Linked DNA regions of Mus musculus: region 2 is linked to region 1. The links are chromatin contacts, called in public Hi-C maps. All regions are on one chromosome and are shown on one strand. The core of a region is the stretch at or near the end of the contact, and the rest is flanking DNA. Distances in the headings are between cores, read along the strand shown.

The links. Hi-C and Micro-C count contacts between places; a contact is called where the count stands out from the background.
Region 2: a Hi-C map of the G1E-ER4 cell line shows a contact between it and region 1, with 2.9 times the contacts expected there. The contact joins the promoter of 4930578N18Rik here to the enhancer-like site in region 1.

What each region holds. Positions count from the first base shown.
Region 1 is chr16:75,340,764-75,347,488 of GRCm38.p6, forward strand. It overlaps a transcript of Robo2 not described here. Among named protein-coding and RNA genes, the nearest start is that of Gm30116, 49 kb to the right of the region's middle. Within about 2 kb of position 2,963, at least 25 of the 459 cell types and tissues checked have an H3K27ac peak or open chromatin away from gene starts, as enhancers often do. A contact at or near this core is called in the G1E-ER4 cell line, where this site is marked.
Region 2 is chr16:76,120,101-76,126,605 of GRCm38.p6, forward strand. 4930578N18Rik (RIKEN cDNA 4930578N18 gene) reads left to right here and starts at 2,513. Exons shown (of 3, transcript NR_040575.1): 1 at 2,513-2,594.

The DNA.
Region 1 (6,725 bases), core at 1,713-4,212:
GGCATGACATGTCATTTCTATAGTAAAATGCTCAACATGCAAGTGGACGTTTGGTTAGCTTTAACTACCATTTGTAAAACTCACTGGGTGATGGATCATTAATGTTTCAGGCCACTTGTAAAAAACAGCTGATACTAACACTAAGATATATTTTAAAAATTCTAGATTTCCCAAAGTTTAAGTTTCAGTAATATTAAATGATTTTGGAATAAATGTTTTTTTTAATTAACTGATTTATTTACTTTACACCTTGATTGCAGCTTCCTCTCCCTTCTCTCCTCCCAGTCCCTCTACCCCCTTTTCCCTCCCCCATACCTCCCTCCTTCCTTTCTCCTCAGAAAAGCAGAGGCCTCCCATGGGTATCAGCCCACCTTGACATATATTAAGTTGCAGTATGATTAGGCAAATCTCCTATTGAGGCTAGACAAGGCAGCAAGTTAAGGAAATGGATCCAAAGGCAGGAAAGAGGCAGTGGCAGTCCCTGCTGTTTGGGGACCCACATGCAGACCAAGTTTTCTGTTATATATGTGGGGGCAGGGAGGGCTAGGTCTGTTTTATGCATGCTTTCTGGCTGGGGGTTCAGTTTATATGGCCCTCTATGGGCCCAGGTTAGTTGATTCTGTTGGATTTCTTGTTGTGTCTTTGAACATTCAAAAATTAGGAATTCTTTGCTGCAATAACAGCATGGTAATCTGTATATTAGACTTGGTTTAGCTGAGGTTTAAGAATGTGGACTTTATAGTTCATTGTCACATGTTTAGGCATATTGATGCTGACACTTCCTGCTAGGTCCCAATGAACAACCATTTCTTATAGAATTCTGTTTATGGGCAGTAAAAGCATTTTAATATAATCATGCCCAAAGGTCCCCATCATGATGAAATCTGATGAATTCTCAGACCACAGTTCCAGGTCCCAGATGTGTGCTACAACCATTTCACTCTCTCCAACCCCTGTCAATCAAGGCTGCCAAGCCTTGGTCACAGACACGATAACTACTGTTGCTTCATTTTTAACTTGCTCCATGTATGTCTTTTCCCTCTAGAGATAACTTTCATGAGAAATACCAGACCACACAGCCTGACAGTTCATTTAGGTGTCCTGAGAAATATAATTACTATGCTTTTCTAAAACTCTTGATCTTTGGGAACATGATTAAGCTCTTGTGGAATTTATAAATTCTTTTGTTTTCTTGTTTGGATTACACTCAGAAGTTTTATAATTAAGTAAAGGCTCAATAGAAATCCTCTTATTTATATGTAACTTGTTAGCCGACATTCATGTTGCTTATAGATGCGTATAATTCAGCAGGATAAGCTACTTAAACTCTTCGGAGAAAACCTTTTCAAAAGGAAAAGACTAGCAAGGCAAGATGGTGCCAAGAAAGTAGTTAAAGCACAAACGCATGGTTGGATAAATCATTCAGTCAGTCAAGGAAGAAAATATGATGAACTCTGACCTTCAAAGCTGGCATGTCTGAGGAGACGGTACACAATACAACCCGGTGATTTGGGGCATCCATGAATATAAAGGAAGACAAAAAGTTCCCCGAAGAGGAAACATTAGTCCTTCATGATGACTGAAGACAGATCTGCAGAAGCAACTCAGCAGCCCCCGCTTGAAGCAGTCCGGACATCTATGTATTTCACAAGGGTCTCCCTCAATCTTCAAGCAGATCTGAGACTTTATGGAAAACAGGGGTTTGCATTTGCTCTCGTTCTCTTTCATACATATTATTTCTCAAAGCCAAGCATCTGTGAGGAACTGATCGGCGGTGAATTTGAGGTCCTTGCTCTGACAAATATCCGGAAAGTGTGAGTCCGTGTTTGCATTTACAAACAAAGCGTTGCGCTGTAAAATTCAGCTAAGGAGTGTGTGCTGTCTTCCTAAGAAAAGAAGGAACAGGATATAGCCAGGCCTTCATCAAACAGTTCAGTTCTGAGTGAAACTATGTAGCCAGCACAGCTTGCTTGGAGAAGAAAGCAATTTAGACTCGATTTTAATGCACGTAAAAATAGTGAGGAAAAGCCTATTCTCTAGGAAGCCATGCCTAGTATTTGTCCAAACCAAACCAAAACGCAACACAACACAACCACAATAACAGAAAACCTCTGATAATGAGTATGACTGGCCAAAACTTAGGGGAGAAGGAAGTGAGAGGAAAGATGGAAAGACCATCAACAGAGAAGCAGGCTATAGAACTTTCTGGAACTCCTTCCAAAACTAAGGCAACACGCTGATCGTGTAAGTGAACCTGGATATCTTGGTGTCTGAAATAGTGTGAAAACACACCCAGACTGGAGGAAATTTATTTACATAAAGTGTTAAAAACAGAAACTCAGAGGCAGAGAACGGGGGGGGGGGGGGGGGGGGACCTGCCCATAAACCACACCTAGCTATTTTGACATCCTCTTTTTATAAGTTTACAGAACTGAATGGGATTGCTGTAGTTTGTGCCTCCCTATTTCCCACAGGCGCACTTTACCCTCTTGTATAAGGTCTAGTCAGGCTTCAGTGCCTAATCTCCATCCGGATGACTCCTGCAGTCAGGGATCTTGGTTGATTATTATATGCAAGCGCAATTAAAAAAAAAAAAAAACTAAAAAAGAATTGCTTCTATTTTTGAGCCTGGGTCCATGCATGTAAAATGATTCTGATTGGTTGTTAAAATTATACTTCTCAGGACACATGTAGTGTATCAGATAACCACAAGAGGGCAGTATAAGGCCAGCGTTCATACTTTAAAAATTAAAACATAAAAAAGTTTCTGCAAGTGAGATTTGATTAAAACAAAATCCTGTCTTCTAACGGTTAACAGAGAACCATGTTCCGTAATATTTCCAGACCCCATAGGCTGTTTGTAATAGAATGGAAAGAGAATGTCTGACTTTTGCTCACATCCGTTCCACCTCCAACCTGGCCCCTATCAGTTTTCAAACAGCCTAGCAAGGAATTTTCCAATTCAAAGGCTTTTGCACATTCTGTTTATATCTGCCTGGGACACTCCCTAACCCTGCCTTAATCTTCATGGTCCCTGTTTAACCGCAATTTCCTTAGACTGCTTTCAAAGCCGTTAGACTTTAAAGCAGGTTTCTCTCCCACAACTCCCAACTGCGTATGTCAGCAGCCCATGTATATAAGACATGGCATTTATCCTCATTTAGAAATATTTTGTGTGCCTTCCTATTTAATTTTTTTTTTCGATTTCATCCAAGAATCCTCTAAGCTTCATGAATTTAAAAATGTCTCGCTGCAGCAAGACTTTTTAATCCCTGGACTTCAGTACAGTGGGGCATCATAAAGGTTCAGAACTGTCTGCCAAATGAATAAATCTTAATGACCATGGCTTATTTTTTCCCACCAGATTCAAGCAAGTCTGACCCCTCTCATATAATCCCTTACCATGGTAACAAGAAAAACATTTTTTCCTTATGTTTTCTTGCTATGTGGCGCAGGGACTTCCCTGGAATTTAAATGAATTCATATGAGTTCTGACTGATTTGATTTAGGTTATTTCTCTTCCATTAAAAAAAAGAAAAGTCCCTTCTTTGGATGAGGTCTTTTGGTATTTCAGGAGGACACAGACATTAAGGAAGGGGAGTAGCTGAGCAGCTGGTGGGAGAGAGAGTTAGTTATCATTAAGGGCATGACCACACTTCACTCAGCATCGGATAGCCACGCACCTAAAACTGTAAGAGCAGCAGAAATAGGATCGCGAAGACAAAACAGGACAACCGCAGTGATATAAGCCTAGAATACTAGCATTTGGGAGGCTGAGACAGGAGTGCCCAACCCACTTTATTTACACAACTAGACTCTTTCTACAATACATAAGGAGGAGGAGGAGGAGGAGGAGGAGGAGGAGGAGGGGAGGAGGACTGGAAAGAAAAGGAGTGGGAAATTGAAGGGATGGAGGAAATCCACAGTAGTGATGACCAATCGTAAGGCTACCCTTGCACAGTCCTAGAATAAGGGGCATAACCAGAGGTCTGTGACCAATCGCTCAATGACTTTCACTCCACACATAGCAGGATACTGTCATACAAATTGTTGTTTAAGAAAATGAGTGTTTCCTGAAGGTTGCAAAAGATGCTATGGTTGATTTTAAATAGGTGATTTTTTCTTTGTTTTTATTTTATTTTATTTTTTATTTATTTATATTATTATTATTATTATTGCCATGGAACAGCTGCCTAGAATGTAACTCTGACCATCCTCATAGCCTGTAGAACCCAGGCATACCGCAGTAAATTTAAGGTCTTCGCCATCTGTGGTTTTGAAAATCATCAGATCAACCCTTATCAGGAAGAAGTGGAATTCTCTAATAATAAAATGATTTTTCTGATAGAAGCCCCAAGGCCGTGATTTCCCCCTTGCCAATATTATATCCCATCCCAGCAAGGAATGGGGAAAGGACAGAGCAGTGCCCACTGGTATACGGCAAAAGCTCCATGCCCAAGAAGATATGCTGCCAAGTGGAACTCAAAGAAGTCCAAAATGGCTGACCACTGACTGAAGGAGACAGCTCACAATACAACATCTCTGTCTTAAATGTGAGCACTGCTCAGTGCCAGAGAGATATCAACCGCCCTGTACCCTGTGGAGAAAATCCTCACACATTAGCACACCCTTGACTGTGTTTTTAAGTATCTTGGAAAGGAAGGTTAAGTAAATGACCTCATTTTAGTACTTGGCAATTTATCCATTTTCATTTCCAAGATTCTAAAGTCCGTTACTCAACTTAAAAACAAGATTGCAACAAATCTAAATGTTGTGTAAGTCAGCCCACCCACCTCCAAAAAAAAAAGAAAGAAACAAAGAAACAAAGGAAGAAAGAAAAAAATAGAAAACAACCATGTAAGCAGATATGAATAATTGGGTCTCTAAAATGAAGCATTAAATGGTTCCTCGATGGAGAAAAGTCTTTGAATAGAAGCCTTTTTAGTGATGGCTCTGCTTTTCAGTCCAGGTTCTATTTCAGTCTCAGATAATTCACCAACACCTATGCACACCTGGAAACATCTGCGGCTCTATGCAATGTCAACTTTTATTATAGTTTATTCGCACCTGCATAGCGTTCATTAGAATTTTTTTTTTTGCTTATTTTTTTTTTTTTGCTTATTTTTTCCCCTGAATCCTACCACATCCTAACCAGGTGTTCTACCCCTCCTAGAATCTGCTATTCTTGGAATGTATTGTCTAGTTCTTTTTCAAAACCAAAAAGTGACTTTATGCAAGTTTGAATGAAATTAACTTATGTTTAACTTGCTTCTGCCCCTTTTATGTGCTCTGGGCATTTAGGTGTATTTATGTAATTTCATGGTTAATGGTTGCTTTTGACAGCCTTTATTCGTGGTTCCCCAGCAGATATTTTCTGTTTCTCTCAGGATTTTTAAATCTCAAGTGAATCAGTGTTTACTTCTGTTTTCTGTTGTCTGTGGCCTGTGACACGTCTGTTCATATGTCACTGACACAATCCTTATGCTGACAACAGGTCTGACAGATGGACTCTACATTACTGACATGTAAACTTGAAGTATATTTAGAAACCTAAGAATCACAATACATTTGTTTCCTCACAAGCAAAACTGGAGCATCCTGTTTTTCTAAAAGCCAATTATGTTGATGTTGACTATTAAAAAAAAAAAAAAGTCAGAAGCAGTAATTAAATAAATGTCAATAAGATGACCTTACAATATTTAAGTTGAATCCAGACACATATATAAGACATACACAAATTTCAATCCATACAATATTAACACCTTCAGAAGTTTCCTCTGTGAAAAAAAAAATCAAAATGAGAACCTATGGTCACTTGATCTTTGACAAGGGAGCTAAAACCATCCAGTGGAAAGAAGACAGCATCTTCAACAAATGGTGCTGGCTCAACTGGCAGTTATCATGTAAAAGAATGCGAATTGATCCATTCTTATCTCCTTGTACAAAGCTCAAGTCTAAGTGGATCAAAGAACTCCACATAAAACCAGAGACACTGAAACTTACAGAGGAGAAAGTGGGAAGAGCCTCGAAGATACGGGCACAGGGGGAAGATTCCTGAACAAAATACGAATGGCTTGTGCTGTAAGATCAAGAATTGACAAATGGGACCTCAAAAATATTGCAAAGCTTCTGTAAGGCAAAATTATAAATCAACAGTTATTTTAATTAATACTATGCTTTACTAGCAGAATAACAGTTGGTTCCCCCTAGGTCCTGCCGTTTGTCTAGCCACAGATTCTTGGCCATGAGAACTGTGCCAGATATGGGTTCCACCTTGTGTAGTGGGCATCTTCTTGGGCATAGAGCTCCTGCCAGAACCCAATGAGCAGAGCTATCTTCCTTCCCTGTTCCTTCCCAGACTGGAATAATATTATAATAATTATATATCATAATAATTATTATAATAATATTGGGAAAACACAGCCTCAGGACTCCTATCACAAAATCATTTTATTGTTATGGAATTTCACTTATTCCTCCTGAGCTTTGGTCCAGTGGTCTCCAAACCAGAGGTGGAGAAGATCTTAAGTTCACCGAGGTGTGTCTGTATTCTTCAGCCATTGAAGATGCTCAGACTTTATACCCTACCATGCTATCCTGGGACACAAAAGAATAAACAAACAAACAAACAAACAAAAAAACCAACTTCACCTATTTACAATTAACCATGGCATCTTGTATAGTACTACAGTGTTTCAAATTATTTTAAGAGTGGGAAAAGTATA
Region 2 (6,505 bases), core at 1,263-3,762, 780 kb after region 1:
CCTGGATTCCTTAGCTATGTTTTAAATCCTCAGAAGACATTCTTGGGCCAATGAGATTGATAAACCTGACAACCCCAGTTTGATTCCCGGAACCCATGCAAAAGAGGAGAGAACAGATTCCAGAAAACATTATTCTCTGACCTTTACACACTGTGATGCATCTTTGGTACACTTACACACACACACACACACACACACACACACACACACACACACACTCATACACACACACACACACACACACACACACACATATAAGCACATGTGCACACCAGCACATACACACCATATGTAAAAATTCGTAACAGTATGAATGTTTTTAGAAAGACATTTTATTTTACTGCCTATAGGCATTACATGCTAAGAGGTGGTGCATATATTAATTAGTGTGTGTGTGTGTGTGTGTGTGTGTGTGTGTGTGTAGCCATGGACTATATAATATCATAATTGGAGACTGATGTGAAAAGATCTGGGGTCTGGGTCTGGAGTTGCTATATTTTCACCACTCTTGCAAACAGAATCGAGTAATAAGGTCCCATCTAGGTTGGGGAGGACCATCTCTAGCTATGGAATGTCTTGAGCAAGGACCATAATTAGCTGACAGTTGGCAGTCTATCCTGGAATCTACTAGTGACCTGTGCAAAGACAGAACTTTATAGTCAAATAATGATTTTTAAAATGAAAGTGAAAACAACCAAGGATGGGCCTTCCCTCCTCCCAAAGCTCAACCCTGGCTATATTCAAAGAACCCAGACTCCATCACCCACCCCCCATCCCAAGCGCAACACTGGTTGTGTTCAAAGAACCTAGACTTAACTGTTCTGGGACAGAGAATGCCTGAAAGCTCCTTTGCTTTCTCTTTCGATTTGCATTGGTCTAAATGCCATGTAATTACCAGAGTTAAAAGTTTCTCTCTTTCATTCCTTATATGTTTCTCCTTTTTTTATAAAATTATTTTCCTGCCAACAAAAATGATAGAATAGTCTTTGTAAAACTCACTTAATATTGCACCCCCCCCAAGTTCACTCATTTCTCTGATGATTATGAGACGAAGTACAAACATAGGCTTTGCCGTGGAGCCTGTACAACGAGGCCTCCTCCGCCAGTGGTACCTGACTATCCCTGAGCTTGATGAGCATCCTCATCCCTCTAAGGTCTGTTTGCTGAGTAAAGGAGGCCTGGTAATACCATACTGTGGGTCTGGGTACCAGAGGCTTTCCACGGAGATCTCTGGCCTTGCTTGGTATGAGAGTTCCAGCGAAGGGAAGCTTCAGAAGGGTAGACCTCTTCCCAAGTGTTACAGCTCTTAGGACAGAAGGTTTGGACTATGGAGTAGTTTGCACACACCTTTAATCCTTCCAAATAGGATTCCTATATACAGTTTTGGGGTACGTAAGGGTCTGACAACAGGTACTTCTCATTGGTTTGGTCTAAGAGCTTGGAAGAAACCTTATTTGTGTGTGGGAGGGCTTGGTGCTGCTCCTACTTGACTGATGACCACATATTCCTCTGTGGAGGGCTGTGGGAGGCTGTAGCTATGTGACAAGAGCCAGGGACCCAGGAGGCAAGACCAAACACCTTCTGTCCCATGCAGGTGGAAGTCACTGGGGTTCCAGACCTTTGCTTGACTGGGACCAGGCTGTCTGTGTACGGCCCATCACCCCACACCATATCCTGTGCTGTTAGAACCCACTCTTGAGTGATATGACACATATATCACTCTTGAGTGATATGACACATGATATAGAGCGTATAACTTTCTATGATTGTTGTGAGCAGGCTCTCTGGTGGTCATGAGAGTGAATACACTCAGACATGGCAGTTCAGAAACACGTGATAGAATTTCTACACAGAAACTGTCTTTAGTTCTTGCAGAGCTTGGCGGGGAGTATGTGTCTAATTCCCTGCCTCAAACACTTTACACTGGGGGTTGGAAACAGGTAGCTCCTACAGATGTAACCACTGTCCTCCAATATACTGTGCCTAGGATTGCACATACAGCTACCTGGACACACACACACAGAAAGAGAGACAGAGACAGAGACAAAGACAGACAAAGAAAGAAAGACAGAAACAGAGAGAAAGGGAGAAATAAAGGTACACAGAAAGACAGAAACACAGAGAGAGAGAGAGAGAGGGAGGGAGGGAGGGAGAGGGAAAGACAGACAGAGACAGTGACAAACAGAGAGAGAAGGAAAAGGGAGGGAGGGAGAGGGAGAGAAAGAGACCTAAAATCCTGATGTTACATGAGCCTTATCTCCTTGAAACATGTTGTTTCCTCTCCGTAGTGTGCCCTTTCCCTGACATTTCTGTCTGATACAATGTCCTATTCATCTTTCAGATTCAAATATCACCTTCCAACGGAGGCCTTCTTCACTCCCTTAGTTATTGACATGCTGTCCATAGGGAGCCCATAACTAGTTGATCACACCCCTTCCCTGGGATTTATGACATCATTTACACTTCATCACCATGGAGAGGAGTCATGCTTTATTACTCTCTGCGGTGGCCATTTCTGCTGCCAAGTATGGCATGGAGGAGATGTCCCTTCAAGACGGTTAGACACATAGTCTGCAGCAGAATGCCATTCATGGGTAAGAATGTTTTCTTCAGAGCACTGAGGATTTGGAGGCTAGACCTGTGAGCTGAGTGAGTTGAATGCTCGTTGGAGGGTAGCAAGAATGCTTTCTTCCTGAAAGACATGAGTCTGAAGGGCAGGCAGATCAAGGAGCGATAGCAAGAGATGCAGGTCCTCTGACTTCACCCCTGCTTTCCTGTCTGGCTCTGCTTATCGCTTGTAAATGTAGTTACCGGGTGTCAAGGAACCCTGGGAGAAGTTTTCATCTGAATTCTGAGGCGTGATATGCTCTCTCATGGTTTTCTTCTTCTTCTTCTTCTTCTTCTTCTTCTTCTTCTTCTTCTGAAGACTTGCTGTAGGAGAAAGAGCTCCTTCATGTTCTCACTGCCCTGAGTGGCTGACCTTCTCACAAGAAATGCCCCCAACTCCTCAGACAGGAGACACCACCTGCCATTGCAGCAGCAGTCTGGAGGCAGCAGACTGTGTTCGCATATTTGGTAATCAGCATGAACGCAGCCAGGAGAGGGGCCCAGCTGCGATGTCAGTTTCCCCTCATTAACACTGGGTCAAAATGACTCTGCTATCTTAAATGGCTCCTCTTTAATTAAATTAATGTCGACTTCTCTGTTCTACCCTGTCCTAGGAATTTTCAATCTGTTACTTAAGGCAACGGGAGAAAAAAAAAAGTTTTTTTTTTTCATTAATCCTGTTGCTTGAGTTATGATTTCTACAAAGAGCTTAATACAGATTAAACATAATTGAAGACCTATCACTTAAAAGAGCCCATTCTGTTGTGTCGTTTGCCAAATGCAGCATTGACTAGGCAGGGACAGGGGCTGGAATAGACAGATCAAGCCAAATACGAATATACCATGACCTCTGGAAGCCCAGAATCTGGGTAGAGAGAGAAGAAGGGCATGAAACAGTATAAGGTCAGGTGTTCTGTAGTGTAGTCATAAAGGCTTTGAGAAAGCTAAGCAGACTGGGAATACAGAAAAGGAGAAAGACAGTCTGCCACTATGGTGTGTATGGAGCCTCCTGTGTCTAGACCTGGACAAAGGTAAGGTAAAGACAGGGACAAAAAACCTACAGGGAACAGAGGAAGATCTGGGGGCAGAAACACCTGGAGTGTCCAATACAAAGCAAGGAGGGTGAGCGTCCAAATGGGTTGTGGGGAATGAGCTAAAAAAGTGGGGAACCAGATCTTGTTAGAGCCTGCAACAGGCATCCAGACTTCCAAGCAGGTCTAAATTACTATGACACTTGTGACAGGACTTTAATTAGATTCATGCTCAATGTACCTTACTCTTCTTAAGGACTGAAAATAAATGAGCCAATCTGGAATAAGGAAAAGCAAGAAAGTTATTCCTGGAGTCAATTGTTCTGTTATTTGTTATGCCCCGTACTTTTCTGCAAGAAATTGCCTTGTTAAAACATCTCATTTCTTTCCGCCCAAAGGACTTTGCATAAACTGAAATCAAATGGCTGTGGTGCCTTTCACAAAGTTGGGGGAAATTACCTCTTAGCTTGAAAGAAGTATCGCACTGGAGTGAGCCTCTGAGATATTTTGCCCCTTCTTAGAATTGGGAACAAAACACCCATCGAAGGAGTTACAGAGACACAGTTTGGAGATGAGACGAAAGGATAGACCATCTAGAGACTGCCATATCCGAGGATCCATCCCATAATCAGCTTCCAAACGCTGACACCATTTCATACACTAGCAAGATATTGCTGAAAGGACCCAGATAGAGCTGTCTCTTGTGAGACTATGCTGGGGCCTAGCAAACACAGAAGTGGATGCTCACAGTCAGCTATTGGATGGATCACAGGGCCCCCAATGGAGGAGCTAGAGAAAGTACCCAAGGAGCTAAAGGGATCTGCAATCCTATAGGTGGAACAACATTATGAACTAACCAGTACCTCCCGGAGCTCCTGTCTCTAGCTGCATATATATCAGAAGATGGCCTAGTAGGCCATCAGTGGAAAGACAGGCCCATTAGTCGTGAAAACTTTATATGCCTCAGTACAGGGGAACGACAGGGCCAAGAAGTGGGAGTGGGTGGGTGGGGGAGTGGGTGGGGGAGTGGGTGGGGAGCATGGGGGGGGACTTTTGGGATAGCATTGGAAATGTAAATGAAATAAATACCCAATAAAAAAAAAAAGAAAAAAAAAAGGAATTCTACCACATCGTTTTGAACAGTCTGCTCCAGGACAGTCTGCTTCACAACCTAAACCCACATGCTCTTATATGTCGGTTGCAAACTATGTCTGTACTTATAAGTCCATTTCCCGGGATGGGCAGTCAATCTCTAAGGTGGCGTGTGAGTCTTAGTTTGGTTCTGGGGTCCACGGCAGTAATCTAAAACTTGTTCTTTTTACCACTAATTAGCATCTGGCTTCCCCTGGGATGTTTGGTGTGTTGTTTGCAGCTTCTAAGCTGCTAAGGAAGCATCCTTTCTCTCTCTCTCTCTCTTTCTCTCTCTCTCTCTCTCTCTCCCTCTCCCTCTCCCTCTCCCTCTCCCTCTCCCTCTCCCTCTCCCTGTCCCTCTCCCTCTCCCTGTCCCTCTCCCTCTCCCTCTCTCTCTCTCTCTCTCTCTCTCTCTCTCTCTCTCTCTCTCTCACACACACACACACACACACACACACACACACCATGAACGAAATGGAAGAGAAAGAGGAAGAGAATGCATGTTGGACAATTTGAAGGCATTAAGGAGTTGTAGGACCCACAGATTATTTGGATCAGAGGTAAAGCCAGGTGTTTGACTGCAGTTTGTAGTCATTTGTTTCCATTGTTACCACTGTATTAAAGTGATTTGCCCTGTACAGGATGCAGATCTATCTCCTTATTCTGTCATGAGCTTCCTCAGGCAACTAAGACTAGACCATAGCTTAATTGAATATTAACATACCATTACTCCTAGGTGTATTTTTTTTTGCCACAGACTGCTTGCTGTTTCCTGTCACTCTTGATTTATTAATATCTGTGCACATATGTGCCTATATATGTATATTGACAATGGATGTAGACACTAGAAATTCTCTCTGTGAAGCTCATTTGTCCTCACCCATCTCCTTCAGTACTCATCCCCAACAGGCACGCTGTGGGTGTTTAGGGAAGAGTGGGGTTCCCTGTCCTCTGAAGGATGCCATGCAGAATTCTCAAAGTGGTGAGAACTCTGTTTGCCTGCATGTTCTCACTTGATACTGAGAAGAGAACAGCATGTTCAAATCTCTACTAAGGAGAACCGATCAGGGGTTACACCTCCACTAGGACATCACTGGGAAAGGTAAAAGAACCCTTTTCACTAATGCTGCCTTTCCCCCTGAAAGTTTCCAGGTTTTAACTACAGGTTTTTAGAACCATTGCCCTAATGGACCATTGTCCCTAATATCATTAGTTTATTATCTTCTACCCCATCCACACCTGGGGATCATTAAACTGCCCCAGTTTGTGACCAATGCAAGAAAACCTGAGAGGAAAGAAGTTGAGACATCACCATGGGAGTTGCCTCTTGGTCCCAACAATTTGAAAGCCTGAGTTTCTAAATCACAAGGAAAAATAAAGATTTTTTTTTATCACAAACAATTAGTAAGGTCCTCTCTGGAAGCCAAATATCATTATTGGAACAATTCTACGTGTTCATAACTATTCCAGAATGAAATAAGAATGCATGTAAGTCAATCAAGAGGATGTCATTTAAGGTCACGTGAAGGGCAGAATTCAGGTCCTGTACTTGCTGTCTCTATTGAGTTCCAGGAATACATTTACTTTCATGACAGCAATCACCAGCGTTGTGAATAAGGTTCCTACCACTGACTTTAAAGTTGAGGGATTATCCAGACAGCTATCACTAGGCATATGACCCCGTAAGGTCAGTGTTTATCCTCTGGCTAGAAGAGAAGAAAACTGGAGATTTAAGG